Linked DNA regions of Rattus norvegicus: region 2 is linked to region 1. Evidence: chromatin contacts called from public Hi-C data. All regions are on one chromosome and are shown on one strand. Each heading gives the region's core, a stretch centred on a gene start, on an enhancer-like site or on the middle of the called end of the contact. The rest is flanking DNA. Distances are from core to core; before and after follow the strand shown. Region 1 holds the start of Hivep2 (HIVEP zinc finger 2). Region 2 overlaps Hivep2 (HIVEP zinc finger 2).

Region 1 (6,905 bases), core at 1,566-4,065:
ACACACACACACACACACACACACACACACACACACACACACACACACACCACTGCCAAAGTATAAATTCATCATTTAGGGAATAAGCATAAGGCACTCAATCTGATTTCTGAATAATGTCACAGTGCCAACAGTTCAAGCCCACACATGCACCATTATTCTCCAAGGCACGCCTGCATATATGTTGCCCTCTGTTTTGTTTCATAGTAACAAGAATATCTGTAAACACATCCCAGGGAAAAGGAGCTGATCAATCAAAAGATTCTGCTAGGTAATCTTTCAACACAGTAAACAGGACCCTCTCCTTATGTCATATGTTACCGGAAATAAATTCTTGCCGAACATACTACAGAAGTATTTTTTCTACGTCCCCTGCCCCATCTAACCAATTAAAATATAATCTTTTATTTATAATATATAGATAGTACATGTTCTAAGTATGTGCTATCATTAATATTAACTAACACCCTCCCTAACTTTCCCCAATCAATTTTCATCTATTTAATTTTAAGCAACTTTAAATACATAAATATTAGCTGCTACTCATACGGAGTCTACTAAAATGCCATCACTGAAACAAACTACAGATGCCAATAAGCAATTCTGTGTTAAGACCCACCTCTTCTCAAAGCAACAAAGTATCTCAGATAATTTTCAAGAGTCAGCCCTGTAATACATAGTATTTGTTTTCCTGTAAATGAGAACTCTACTGCCCAATTCACGCCTAGTGGTCGAAGAGATTATGACACATGAAGCACACTGTCATTCTGTGGCTACTGACAACTCCCTGCCTGCTCCAACTAAAAATGCAGTTGTAATCTGATACTATGACTCCTCAGAGCTCCACCAGAATTTTCTCTTAGCAATAAAAAAATGACTTCCACCTTATTCACATGCACGGCATTCCAGTTTTAATAAACTGCCGGCCCGCCATCCCAAAATTCAAACCGGGCATGCTCATTATACAATCCTCTTGGGTAATTCGTAACACTGTATTTTGGCGTGCTTATAGGACAAATAAGCAAGCGGGCATTCACACATCCTAGCACGTATGTATGTAACGATACATGAACATACGTAAAACAACTTGGTTTGCTCAAGGGCAAATGGGATCCTTATCACTAGAAGAAATGGGTCTAATAAAGTTCCCTGGCCTTTTGCTAGGCAGAGAGAGATCACTGAAATTTTTATTAATATCGATCTTATTAATACTTCAAGTAATTTCTAGGTTTGATCATTCACGCAAAAGAAACTGTTGAAGAGAAAAAAAAAAAAACAACAGCCCTGATGAGGGCTGAGTTGGCAAAAACAGCAACAACAACAACGACGACGACGACGACGAAAACAAGATATATACAAAAACAGCCCTCCTGTGAATTACTGAAGTCTTGCTTTGAGAGTGCAAGAAAGTACCTGTATAGTATTTTTTTAATAATTTGGAGTTATTTTTAAAATGGCAGAAAAGGAAAGAAGAAAAAAAATCAGTTCAATTTTCCTATTATAATGAAAGGACCGGAAGCAAGCCTCTCTGTGTTCATTTTAGGCCTAAATAACTGTGCAGAGCATAAGGGTTTTGCAATGTCAGTTGCACACACAGCTTCCTGTGTGAATTCTAAGCCATTACAGGTGTTCTGGGGTTTCCAGTGTAACCTATTATCAAGAGATTCCTCTGGTCCCTTCTATGCTAGCCCCTCTGCCCTCAGCCCAAGCACGTTACTGCGGGTCTCCTCCTGGCGTCTGTGTTACAGACCCTTTCTCTTCCCTGTGCCTCCGGAGGTGAGAGCGCCCACTTTCCCTAGGCGACGCAAGTCAAAAGCTTTCGCATTCAGAGGACTAGTTCCTGCAGTCCTTTGCACTTAGATGCTTTCAAGTAGGCGAGTGAGGCGAGCCACTGCAAGAAACGCTCCTTCCCCTCGGTCTCTTCCCCCCGCTAGAAGCTGCATCCCTGCAGCACAACATCCAGAGACCCTCTCCGACCTTCTAGCCTCCACACAAACTGAGCTTAGAGGGTTGGGGTCGCATTTTCTCCCGTCCTCTGCTGCACTGGGTATGTTATGTAAGAGGGACAGGACGCGGGAGGCACATGCGTATAAAGCGCACCGATCTGTGATAACAGCTGGGATGGCAAGGCTAATCTGGAGTCGTACCCCCACCAAATACGACAGACAAATCACCCCCACCATACACACACACACACACACACACACACACACACACACACACACACACACGCACGCACGCACATATAGAAGCTATGTTTTCCTGTCTTAGCCCTACCAGCACCAGACGCACAGAATGGAAAGGAGGGGGTTGGGGGTGAAGGGAGGTGAGAGGTGCGGCGGCAGCAGCACATCTGCTTTGATAGCAGCCAGCAGAGCCGCCGCGGCAGAGAGCCCCTCGTTAACCCCCTTCCTGTGGCTGCACCACGTCATGGAACATTCCCGGAACGGGCCAACGTTCCACCCACTTCAGGGAACAGACATAAAGGCGCAGACCCAGCTCCTCGCGGTGCACTGCCCAAACACACATGTTTCTTCCCGATCCCCCGACCAGAAGCACAAACAAGCATGCAATCCGCCCCCACCCGTCTCCACGCGCCGGGGGCCAGCCGGCGGCGGCTGGAACTGCTCTGCGGCCGGTGCACCCGCAAGGCGAGGGCGCCTCCGCCTGAACCTTCCATGGAGACAGTCCCCTCCTTCTTCGCTTCCTTCCTTCCTTCTCTCCTTCCTTCCTTCCTCGCTCCGGAGGAGAAAGGAGTCACCGAATTGCCCAGCGCCAGCGCCTCCGCCGCGCTCGCTCGGCCGCAGGCCGGCGGCCCGGCCCTTGCGGTCCGCTCGCCCGCTCGCCCGCTCGCCCGCCCGCGCCGCCCCCAGCCCCGCGCCGCGCCCCCTCCCCCGCTACCTGACAACGGGCCGCCGGCCGCGGCAGCCGCAGCGGTGGCCGGGCGGTGCGCGCCGGTGCACGTCCCTCATTAGTAACCAGGCACATTCCTGCCTCCAGCGCTCCCGCGCGGCCCCCTCCCCCCCCAGGACATTACGCAAAGCAGCCTCCCCTCATCTGCATAGAACCTCGGCCAGGGTATTCCCCGCATTTCCCAATGCGCCCGACCCCCCTTGCCTAGGTCTCCCCCATCCCCGCCCCCTCCGACCCTTACCCCTGGGCCACCGGGAAAGCGGCCGGGGGCGCGCGCCACGGAGGGGGCGATGGAGTTGGGAGAAGGCGATTTCAGGGTAAAGTGAAACAAGCTCGATCTCTGGTGCAGGCAGGAAAAACACGGCACCGAGGCCACTTACCGAGCCGAGAAGGGACCTAGATTCCCGCCGCTCTGCTCTGCCGGCGGCCGGTGCGCCCTCCACGCACCCCAGGGCTGCACCCAGTACCCAAGAGTCGAGGCGTGGAGGGAGGCTGCTACCCAGCCAGGAGACCTTTCAAGTTGCTCGAGCTCCGGCAAGCTTCAATGTCCAAGACTCAACTTGGCAAATACTTGTGCCACAGTCACCGAAGATGTCTTTTTTTTTTCTTTTTCCTTTTTCTTTCTCTTTTTGAGGAGACCCTCCTCCACCGGGGAGAGACAGCGCACGGCGGCGCCCCGCTCTCCAGCTCTCCACCCCCTCACCTCCAGCCCGCCTCCCGCCGGCCGCCAGCCTCCCGGCCGCGAGCCCCTCGGGCGGCTGTCAGCTCCCGGCAGTCCGGGTGACAGCGGCCGAAGGAGGGCGCGACGCGGCGGGCGGTGGGGGGGATCCTCGCAGCCGCGGCGGCCGCTCACCTGTAAAGTCACAGCAGCGCAGGAGGAGGAAGAGGAGGGAGAGGAGGAGGGGAGGAAAGCCCCCCGATGCCCTTGTTCTTGCTGCCGCGGCCGCTCCTCGCCCAGGCTGAGCGTGTCTGGTGGGGGGTGTCTGGTAGCATTTCCTTAAGGACAGAGGGAGGGCGGGCGCGGAGGGAGGGAGGAGGGAGGGAGGCGATCCCCACCGCCAGCCCAGGCTCCTCTTGCCTTTATTTATATATTTATTTATTTTCGGACACTGTTAGGAGATGGAGCCAGGGCGGGGGCCAGGGCGGCCAAGCTGGGGCTCGAGCCGCCGGGACCCGGGCCGCAGTTTGTCGGCGTGAGGGAGCCGCAGCGGCCGCCTCCCCTCCGGGCTGTGGACGCACCGGGTTATTCCTGGCAGCGCCTCCCCGAACAGAAGTTACTAGGAGGAGTGCGCGGCGAGGGCGGGCGGGGGAGAGGCGAGGGAAGGGAGGGAGGAAGAGGGAGAGACTCAGCCAGCGACGTCATCGGATCCCCCAGCGCGTCCCTGGGAGGGAGGCTGAACCAGAAAAACCAGTCTGGAGCCGGCCAGCGGGCGAAGGATGTGCGGTGCGCCCAGCGACCCGGACTGGCCCCGCTGCCCCGCTGCGGGTGCGCGGGTAGGGAAGGTCGCGGTCGCCCTTCCTTCCCTCGGAGCCGAGATCTCCCCTGAGAGCGGGTATCAGCTTGCCACGCAGAAACACTGGGACGTCTGAGCAGTCTGAGAATTTCCTACTAGGGTGTGGAAACCTCCGTGCCCATCCCCTTCCCTCTCTACCCCTCTTCCCACGTACTGGTTCCTTGCCTTCCTAGGGAAGGAAATTAGGTATCAGTGGGATCCTTACATTTTGCCCGGGTACCAGGGATCTCTCGCCTCTTCACCTTCCGACTGCACTCACGATTTTGTTATCAATTGAGGGGGAAAATTTTTTGCTGCAGCCCCTGGAACTCTCAAATGTGTTTCACTAGCATTTTCCGTGCCCCGGCGGAAGCACGAAGTTTTCACGCGCTCGAAATGCCCCAGTTGCTTTTCCCCCGGGGTCACTCCCCAGGGCGCCCCGGGTGCACCCTGCTCAGGAAGCCGCCCGCCCTCGTCCGGGTATTCAAATAGGCTAGGGCTGAGACGCAGGGAGCAGCTGCCGGCTTCCTGGGGGGCCGCGCGGGCAAAGGGGGCGAGCTGCCACCTCCAGCTGCGCGCTTCTGGTTCCCTGCTAGGGACTGAAATCACACCCAGCCCTGGGAGAGCTGGGCGGGGCGGGGGGAGGGGAAGGGAATCCCAAGCGAGTAGGGGCCGGGACTCTGGCTTCCTCCCCAGCCCGGCAACACCCGGGGGACACCGGGGCTCCCTCGGGCCGTTACCCAGCGTGTGTGGACTCGTGTGCACCCTCAAGGGAGGTTCCCAGGAGGTCGCTGCGCCGGAGCGCAGACTCTGGCTTCTGGGCGGTGCCGGCTCCCGGAGCGCCTCCTCCGGGTGGGCACAACGCAGGGCTCGACCGCGCGCCACCCACCCTTTGGATCCAAGCGTCCCTCCGCACCCGGGGCTGTAGCACCCTCTCCCCACCCGCCTGTCCGCGCCACCGCCCAGCCTGGGGCGGAGTAAACAAGAGACGCACAAGATTTGACCTGGCGCGACCCAGCTTTCTGGCCGGGGTTCCCCCGGAGCAGGTGACTCCGTGGGAGGGGTGGAAATTAGCCTCTGGAATTCCAGGCCTGAGACTTGAACTGTGGCTCTGCTTTAAGGCAGGTAATAACTATGAGATGTTTTAGGTCTCCAGTCTCAGTTTTCGCAGTTACCAAACGTCAAGACACTTAAAAAAAATCGTTACCCTTCTCATTACAAATGCATATATTAAAAAGGAAGGACCGCCTCTTTAAATGAGTTGGAGAATAACGCCTTTGGTTTCGTTTTGGTTTTGGTTTTCGTTTTGACCTATAAACAGTATTATGAGAGTCTCCATGTTGTGACAGCATCGCTGTGAAGAGCGACTCTACAAAATGCACTTTTAATCATTTTTAGGAGAAGAAAATCTGGAGATACGGGATAAACTTCACTTTTTTTTTTTTTTAGATGGATCTCAAACTCAGGGCCTGCTTCCTTTTAAGCAGCCTCTCCTTTCACTGTGCAAGTTCCTTGATATTCAGCTCCCTTTGCCTTAACTAAAAAGCCTTAATAGAAAAAAAATCTACCAAGCAGCATTTTAAGTTATATCTTTAAATGTCTATTTAAAATCCAAATGTGATTTTCAAAAAGTTTTCTCCCCTGCTTTCCAGCCCACCTGCTAAATGTGCCGAAAGTCCGTTTTATTTAATTGCTTAATAGAGATTACTCAGTTTCTTTAAGAATCCAATTTCCCTTCAGCAAACACAACACAGCAGCTGCCCAAGCACTCAGAACTGAGCAAACAGAGTAGCGGGCAGCTTTGCTTGGGTGGCATGAATGTTACTTGAAGTCTTAGAGCTCTTTAAAAGGCTAAATAAAGTAGGGTATGGTGAATTCTACTATATTCAGGTAAATGAGTAGTTGAAGTGCTACTTTAAAAGGGAGACAATGTAGAAACAGGAAGGTCTAATCCTACAACAGAAGGACCACTGGAAACATTGTCTCTAATCAGTCTTTGACACTTTTTTCAATGATTGCTTTGTCTGAAAATCATCAAGCTTCAAGGAAGATAGTCTGGACTGAGTTGTCGAATTGACAACTGTTGAAAGTATGTATCAAGGATAATGCCAGCTAACAGGTGACCCTGTGGGAGGGAGGGGCAGAAGTTAGCCTCCGGAATTCCTGGCCCAAGGACTGAACCACAGTTCTGCTTTAAGACAAGTAAACTGCCAATAACTGGAGTATCAACTGGAACAACACTATTTTCTGTTCATCAATCGTTGCTTTCTCTCTAATAGGCCCACGATTTGCTTCATGCAAGCCACTGTGTACAGAATGCAAACCAGTGCTCACCATTTCAAAGCCAGATGCCCATGGGACTCCGATAAAAGGCACTTTGGGGCTCCTGTCTCCCCCACCCCCATCATACTCACCAGCCCCACAGGTTTCACCTCCTTGGCCTGCCTTTTCAGCTTCTCTTGGAATGATCGTACCACCCATGCCTTCTAAGCAAATCTC
Region 2 (6,905 bases), core at 2,396-4,895, 57 kb before region 1:
CTAGCACCCACTCTGGAACCCCACTTTCAAGTCGCAGAAGGGCTAAACCCAAGGGTTTTTTGAGTTACGCACAATTCCTCTTCCTCTGAGTGAAAAGGAACAAAATAGCATTTCCGTCGCAAGTCCCCACTCCCCTGTCTTCTCTATTTGCCCTCTGTCCTTCTCCTCTTACTTAGCTTCTAAATTGTTTGCCTCGTGAAAAGTATTTTACAAAAGTCACCACTTGACAAGAGCTCCAAGTCTTGCTGGTTGGAAAGATGAGTGCCTCCTGGTGTACCTACACATCAGTCACTGGTGAGGGCTGGGGGTTGGCTCTGCCAATCGTTGGCACAGGGTGATTATGACAGTGCACTCAGAATCATAGACAGTCTTAAGCAATGACTAGCTTGTTGCCATTTTCACGGCTGCAGGAGGATGCTGCATGCTCACTGTTGACATCAGATATATGATGATGTAAGAGCTTTTTAGCTCCTAAACCCAGAGAAGACCCTATGAGTGAGCCTGCCCTTCAGCCACTATCAATAAAATGGGTCATTTCAGGCACAGAGTCCATCTGTCTACAATGCTTCCTGGACCTCATCTGTGCAATGGCTGATGGGAAGTGAAAAGCATCTCAATTCTCAAAACTAAAGGATCCTTGCCAATGGCCTAGGAAAGTAGAAGACTCATTCACTAAATAAAATATCTCTTGTTCCGAAGAATGAGCTCCATCTTGAGCAGGTCTTTTGACTTTCTAACTCTTTCTAACTCCTCGGTTTTATGACCCTTAACTGTAGGTACTTTGAGGGAGGGGTTTCTACTTAGTCCTTAAACAACACAAGAAAATTAAGTTGTTATCCTGCCTCAGTGTTGAAGGCTGCTACTAGTGTTCCGGTGATTCTGCCCAAACGACAGGAAGTATAGCCTATGGATTGCTTTGGGAGACAAGGGGCAAGCACGAACTGGACACAGAACCTCCTGGGATTCTTCACTGATTTTCCGTGCCAGCAAAGAGCACATGCTAACCAGGAACCTTCTTCAGCTGCTCTGACCCAAGTTGATAAAACAGTCACTTACCCTGTACTCAGACAGAGTGTCTACAAGCAATGAGAGTGTCTCCATAGAAACCAAGTATACAATGGAATCCACTCAAGGGACAGGATCTGCTCTGCAGAAAGGCCATTTGCAGCCAGGATCTTGCTCTAACTTACGTTTGCGCATCAAACGCATGTTATTAAATCTTCCACCTTTAGAGTTTCCCAATGCTGAAGATGACAGAAATCATCCTTCACGAAGAGAGAAAAGGGTGCTGAGGAGGAAAGATAGATCTGCATATATGTAGTTACAAAAAGGCCAAAGCAGATTCCGTGCTAAGCTCTGCCAAAAGAGAGAACGATTACTCTTACCCATTAGCATGTAGCCTCAAAATCATATTCTCTTTCCCAAACAGAACCTGTCATCAGATTACCAAAACGAGGCTATCCTGTTCAAACTCAACCAGTTCTTGTGTGGAATAAGCACAATGCAGTCAAGGGACAAGCAGCTATTCCCTCCCACACAAATTATAATCTTCTGTGAAATGTATTTTTAACGAAAAAATACATAACCCTCCTCCGTGTTTGGCTCTGCACTCCCAGTCCTCTCATATAAAAGCGGACATTCATTTTAAAGAAAGGGAGAAGAACTGTATTCCTTCTCAGAACATCCCCCACACCACAGAGCACAGGGGAATGGGAGCACCTTACCCTTCAGACCCATCTTTCCACACAGTGTCACTCATCAATAAGCAAACCGTGTTGCCAGTGGCACCTTGGAGATATTTCAATGAAACCAACCAAGAGTGGGCTCCGCCCATGTTTAAATGATTCCTTTCTAAGCAGATGCATTATGAAAGCTTAATTCATTATATTATCAGTGACTCAAAACCCATAGCTCTGAATTTCAATCTCTCACAAGTTTTCGAGTGATAAATTGCGTGCTGTGTGAGTCACCTTGCTTCTCCAAGGAGCAAGTTTTCAAAGGGAAAAGTGCTTTGGTAGGTGAGCTTTGCAGTGGCACCCAGCGCCTCTCTTTCTTTCTCCTACCGTCATTTGAATTTTAAATGACCCAAACTGAAACAATATGACTTGGCAGGTGATAGATTTTTGCCATTAGGAGGGCTCATTTGAAAAGAAGAGGCAAAAATAATTACAAAATGTCCCATGCCCACTTCACGGAACAGAATGAAGCCAAAGGGCTATGAACAAAATCCTTCCGGTTTCTTCACCCCACACATCTCTCTCGGGGTACTAGAGTCTGGGATTTTCTCCTAATTTGGTTCCTAGGAGGCAAATCATCAGGAAAGTTGTTGCAGCAATACTGGTAATGTTACATTAAGAGAAAAATGCCCTTATTTGGGAAAGGGGCAGGTAACAGAATTGGTAAGGAAAAAAATCAGTAATTTCTTTTCATTGTGGAAAACATCTTAAAAGACCAGAAAAGTAATTCTACCTAAATGAGTAAATGTTATAATTGCATTTCAGTAAAAAGACTGTTTACATTTTGTCTAATTGGCATTTAAAGAAACCAAAGTCATCACCAGAAAGCTCACCACCCACAGAGGCAGCCCTGCCTCCCATGTGACCCCCACCCACCTGCTTAAGCCCCGCCTCCCTTCACTCTACAGGAAATTGGGAATCACTTTTGCAAACAAGTAGCAGGAGGGAATGATAAAAACAGGAAGGTAAGATAAAGAGGAGGAAAGAAGTGGTGGGGAGACAGACAGACAGACAGACAGACAGACAGACAGACAGACAGACAGACTTGGAGAAAGGACATACAGCTTTTTAGATAGTGGGTCCAATCTCGCTACAGTTCAGTAATCTTACACACGTTTGGAAGAAAAAAAAAGTAAAGAAAGCAAATAAAAAAAAAAGTCCTGTGTGCTAGCTATCGTTTATTTCCACACATATACACAAACGCACAGCTCTCTTCTCCATAGCTTGTCAAAATAAGGTGCAGGTTAAAAAAAAAAAAATCAGTGCCAGATGGACAAGCCAACACAAAATCCTTACCATTGTGCTTACTGAACATCTTAAAATTTAAAACCTCTGCTCTTATTCGTGGTTAAAAAAAAAAAAAACCAACAACAACTTAGCAGCTCTTGGATCAATCCAGCCGATTTGAAAGGCAACCCCTTAACTAATTAAAGAGTCCTATGCTGCTCTACCCAGCCCAGAGTTGTTCCCCCTCCCCCGTGCAGCCCACAGCGGGGGGTTCTAACTATCCACTTTCTCTCGGGTCCCGGAAATGCACCTTTCCCCACGGGCAGCCACGGAGAAGAGCTAAGGAACGGGTTGAGCCAGGGAGACCGCTGCTCACAAAAGGAATTCCCCTCCCTTCCCCTCTTCCTCCCTCTCCCTCCTTCTTCTGTCCCTCCCCCCCCCGTCATCACTGGTGAATAATATCCCTCACTACCTGCCTCGATCAACACCGTGAGCCCCTGTCTTCAGGCATGCAGGGAATTTAACAGGCTGGAAATTCCTGCTGTCCATTCGCTGAGGTCACAGATCAAGCTAAACAACAGCCGTGGTTCCCATCAATCATAAGTCACTCGCTGGTAGAATGTATGGAAGGAGACTTGATGTAAGCGAGTCACCAGAGAAAATACCCACTGATGACGCATATCCAGGCATAAAAATAGTCACAGGGCCCTCAAAGGGATTATTCAACAGCCTACATTTAGACTTTCTTACAACAGACCTGAAGTCAACGTGCCACAGTAAGGGGCTGAAGTTTTAAGTTCAACAGACAGAACCAGGAATAGTTGCTTTAACTATGCTCCCACCACAACAAGCTGTTTAGTAAACGTTAGCATCCCTCTCAAAGCATCAGACAGCGCCAATCAGCCGTCTCACAAAATGACACATTGTTGCTAATTCTACTCACAACTTTCAAACGACGATTTTCGCTTATGACACACCTGGCCCCAAAACATTAGACTCAACCAGTCGGGAGATACATAACCGTGATTGCTTCCTGAATCAAAGGTAGGAAAATAATGCAAACGGCAGTTAGGCATCTTTTGTCTTTTGAAAAACGTGCTTTTAAGTGGGATAAAACTCAATGACAAGGTAGACCAAAGAAGTGGACATTTTGCTCACTATCTTTGCAATTACGATTGTTCAGAAGCGGTTGGATCATTTATAGAAATAATTATGGCGTGTGTTACATACACCTGCTGCATGTGGAGCATTTAGGTGCTAATTAGGGTTAATAACTCATAATAACTCATAAGCATGACCACTGTTCGATAAATGGGTGCATGAAAGTAAGGAATGATAATATCTTAACCGAGCAAGTGACAAGATATTAATGTATTAACGATGACATAAAGCCCGAATTGTTAGGTCATTATTATTATTATTATTATTATTATTATTATTGGAAAATATCATTTTACATGTATCACAATTATAATAACAGTCAAGTTATTTGTTCCTTCTCCATCCTACTCAAACATATGCACAGCTTGCTACCAGCAGAACTTGCAGATCAGCAAAGGCTGGGTTTTGGCATATTTTCTATTTAAATATCTAAAAATGTCCCCGCACAAGTTTCCTTTAAGCAAATGTGTCACCACGGTGAACAATGAAGGAAACTGGCTATGACAGAGCCAAAAATTCTGCCTCAGGATTTGAACACCTCGCCTACTTGCTGTGCCCTCCCCCTCGTTAGCCTTACTTGGCAATTCTCCTAATGATGCACACATTTCCATCGCTACCGTGCAAATTATCAGCCATACAGAACGAGTCTGACGGAGTGCATCTCTGGTACCTAATGTTACCGGCTGTCCTGCCTACGGGGCGAGCAAAGGGCTCTTAGCAACAAGGCTGTCACTTTGACAGAGCATTCTGGGCTTTCGTGTAGAAGTGTCTGACTTCTCTGGAACTGCAAAGGTGACACCTTCCTCTTCTGGTAAGCTCTCCACCACTTTCCTCAAGTATGATAGCAGGGCTATAAATACAGGTGAAAATTATTTTTAGTTCAAAGATTTTTTCACAGGGTGCTCAAGTTCCTCTCCTGTGCATATGTGTCGACAGTATGTGGCCTAGTTTACAGACTCTGAACGGAAATGTTCACGGTGCCCACTGTTGAGTATCACTACGCAATGCGGAAGAAGCAGATGTGTACCTCCATCACTTACGTCATCCGCACTGCGCCGGTCCAAACACCTCAAGCATTAGCACCTGTATTAGATGCGAGACCAGGGGGCAACCTAAACACGGGGGAGGGCCTCATTTCACAGAATTCCACTGTTTGCTTTTGATAGCAAACAATAAAGCAAATTTAAAAATCGAAAAAAATAATCAGATGAGACATAATCCGCTTTTTCAAAATGATAGTGCTCTATAATTTAATGACTCAGAAACCAAGATGATTCCCATTAATTGTATACAAGCTCGTGGCTTTTAAATAGCTCGAAAGGAGCAGAAATATCCAGGTTTCATCGTACTTCATAGACATGATCGCCTTCAGTCATGTTGGTCTACGCATGGACAAGTCAACCAATGGCAAGTGCCTCATAAGCCTTGTTTCCAACCGCATGGACACAGCACCTGGCAACACAGGGAACAAGACTGACTCCCATGAGCTATTACATCCTCAGGCCTGGTTTTAACGACTCCATATCCATCACGGAATTAAAGTTGCTACCAGCAAAGCACTTCTTCTTGTAAGAAAAGGGAACTTGCGTACTTGTAGATTAGGAACTACACTATCGTGACGGGCTTCATATTTCAATTCGTGACATCACTTCCTGCATCGTGTACAGCAACTTAAGAGCTTAAAGAAAGCACAGCTGGGACTGGAGAGGTGGCCCTATGGTTAAGAGCATTGGCTGCTCTTCCAGATGACCCAAGTTTGTTTCCCAGTACCCACGTGGCAGCAACTCCCAACAAATCGGAACTCCAGTTCCAAAGGATCTGGCACCCTTTTCTGGCCTCCACGGGCACCAGGAACGCAGGTAATGCACAGGTAGGTACACATGCAGGCTAAACACTCCTAAACATAAAATAAATGAATCTTCAGCTGGGCATGGTAATACACTCAGGAGGCAGAGGCAAAAGGCTCTCCATGAGTTCAAGACCAGCCTGGTCTACACAGTGAGCTCCAGGCCAGTCAGGGCTACACAGACAAAACTCTCTCTCAAAGTAAAAAATAAGTAAATATATAAATAAATAATAAAAACAAGTAAGAGTTATAGCTTAAGTGTTTCAAATGCCAATGTACAACTTAGAAAGCAACTGATTTTAATCTTCTGAAACAAGTTTTTTAAAAATAACCACAGCCATTAGCTCTCTAACCTAAGATCAGATGTCTTAACTGTCTGTATAGAACTGGACGCACAGAGGCAAGCACAAGCCAGCATAGCATAAGAGCTAGACAAGGGAATATTTCCTTCCTCAGCGTTAGACTCTCCAGAAGCCATTTTTAAGTCCATCCTGGAGCAGTTAGTCTTGGTAGGATTAATAAAAAAGCTTAGGAGATTAGTAGAACATGGCTATGTGTGTCTCTGATGAGATGTTTCCAGAGACAATTCACTGGTGGGAAGGATCTGCCTTGATGGTGGATGACATCATTTGATAAACTCGGGGTCCCAGTGGGACACATGGGAAAAGCTGCTAGGAGTTCCTCCCTCCCCCACTTCCCGGGCACCCTGGGGTCAGTTGCTTTACTCTGTCACACCTTCCATGCCATGAAAGACTAAAACTTCTCTAATTGGGAGCAAAGTGAATCCCTCCTCCTGTAGAAGCATTCCTCTTGATATCTGTCACCATGACGGAAGGCTGGCATAATCCTATGTATCACAAATGGGAAATGATGGCAGGAAATCTTACTCTGTGTTTCAACTGTATCCAAAAGCAGCAAAATATGTCACCGTTCGA

The links. Hi-C and Micro-C count contacts between places; a contact is called where the count stands out from the background.
Region 2: a contact with region 1 is called in a Hi-C map of mammary epithelial cells, with 2.8 times the contacts expected there. The contact joins the enhancer-like site here to the promoter of Hivep2 in region 1. A contact is called at or near these places in 4 of 12 Hi-C or Micro-C datasets (the A7r5 cell line, the Rat2 cell line, kidney and 1 more).

What each region holds. Positions count from the first base shown.
Region 1 is chr1:10,175,312-10,182,216 of GRCr8, reverse strand. Hivep2 (HIVEP zinc finger 2) reads right to left here and starts at 2,815. Exons shown (of 9, transcript NM_024137.1): 1 at 2,585-2,815.
Region 2 is chr1:10,233,166-10,240,070 of GRCr8, reverse strand. All of the region lies in intron 1 of Hivep2 (HIVEP zinc finger 2), which reads right to left. Among named protein-coding and RNA genes, the nearest start is that of Hivep2, 57 kb to the right of the region's middle. Within about 2 kb of position 3,645, at least 27 of the 93 cell types and tissues checked have an H3K27ac peak or open chromatin away from gene starts, as enhancers often do. A contact at or near this core is called in the A7r5 cell line, where this site is marked.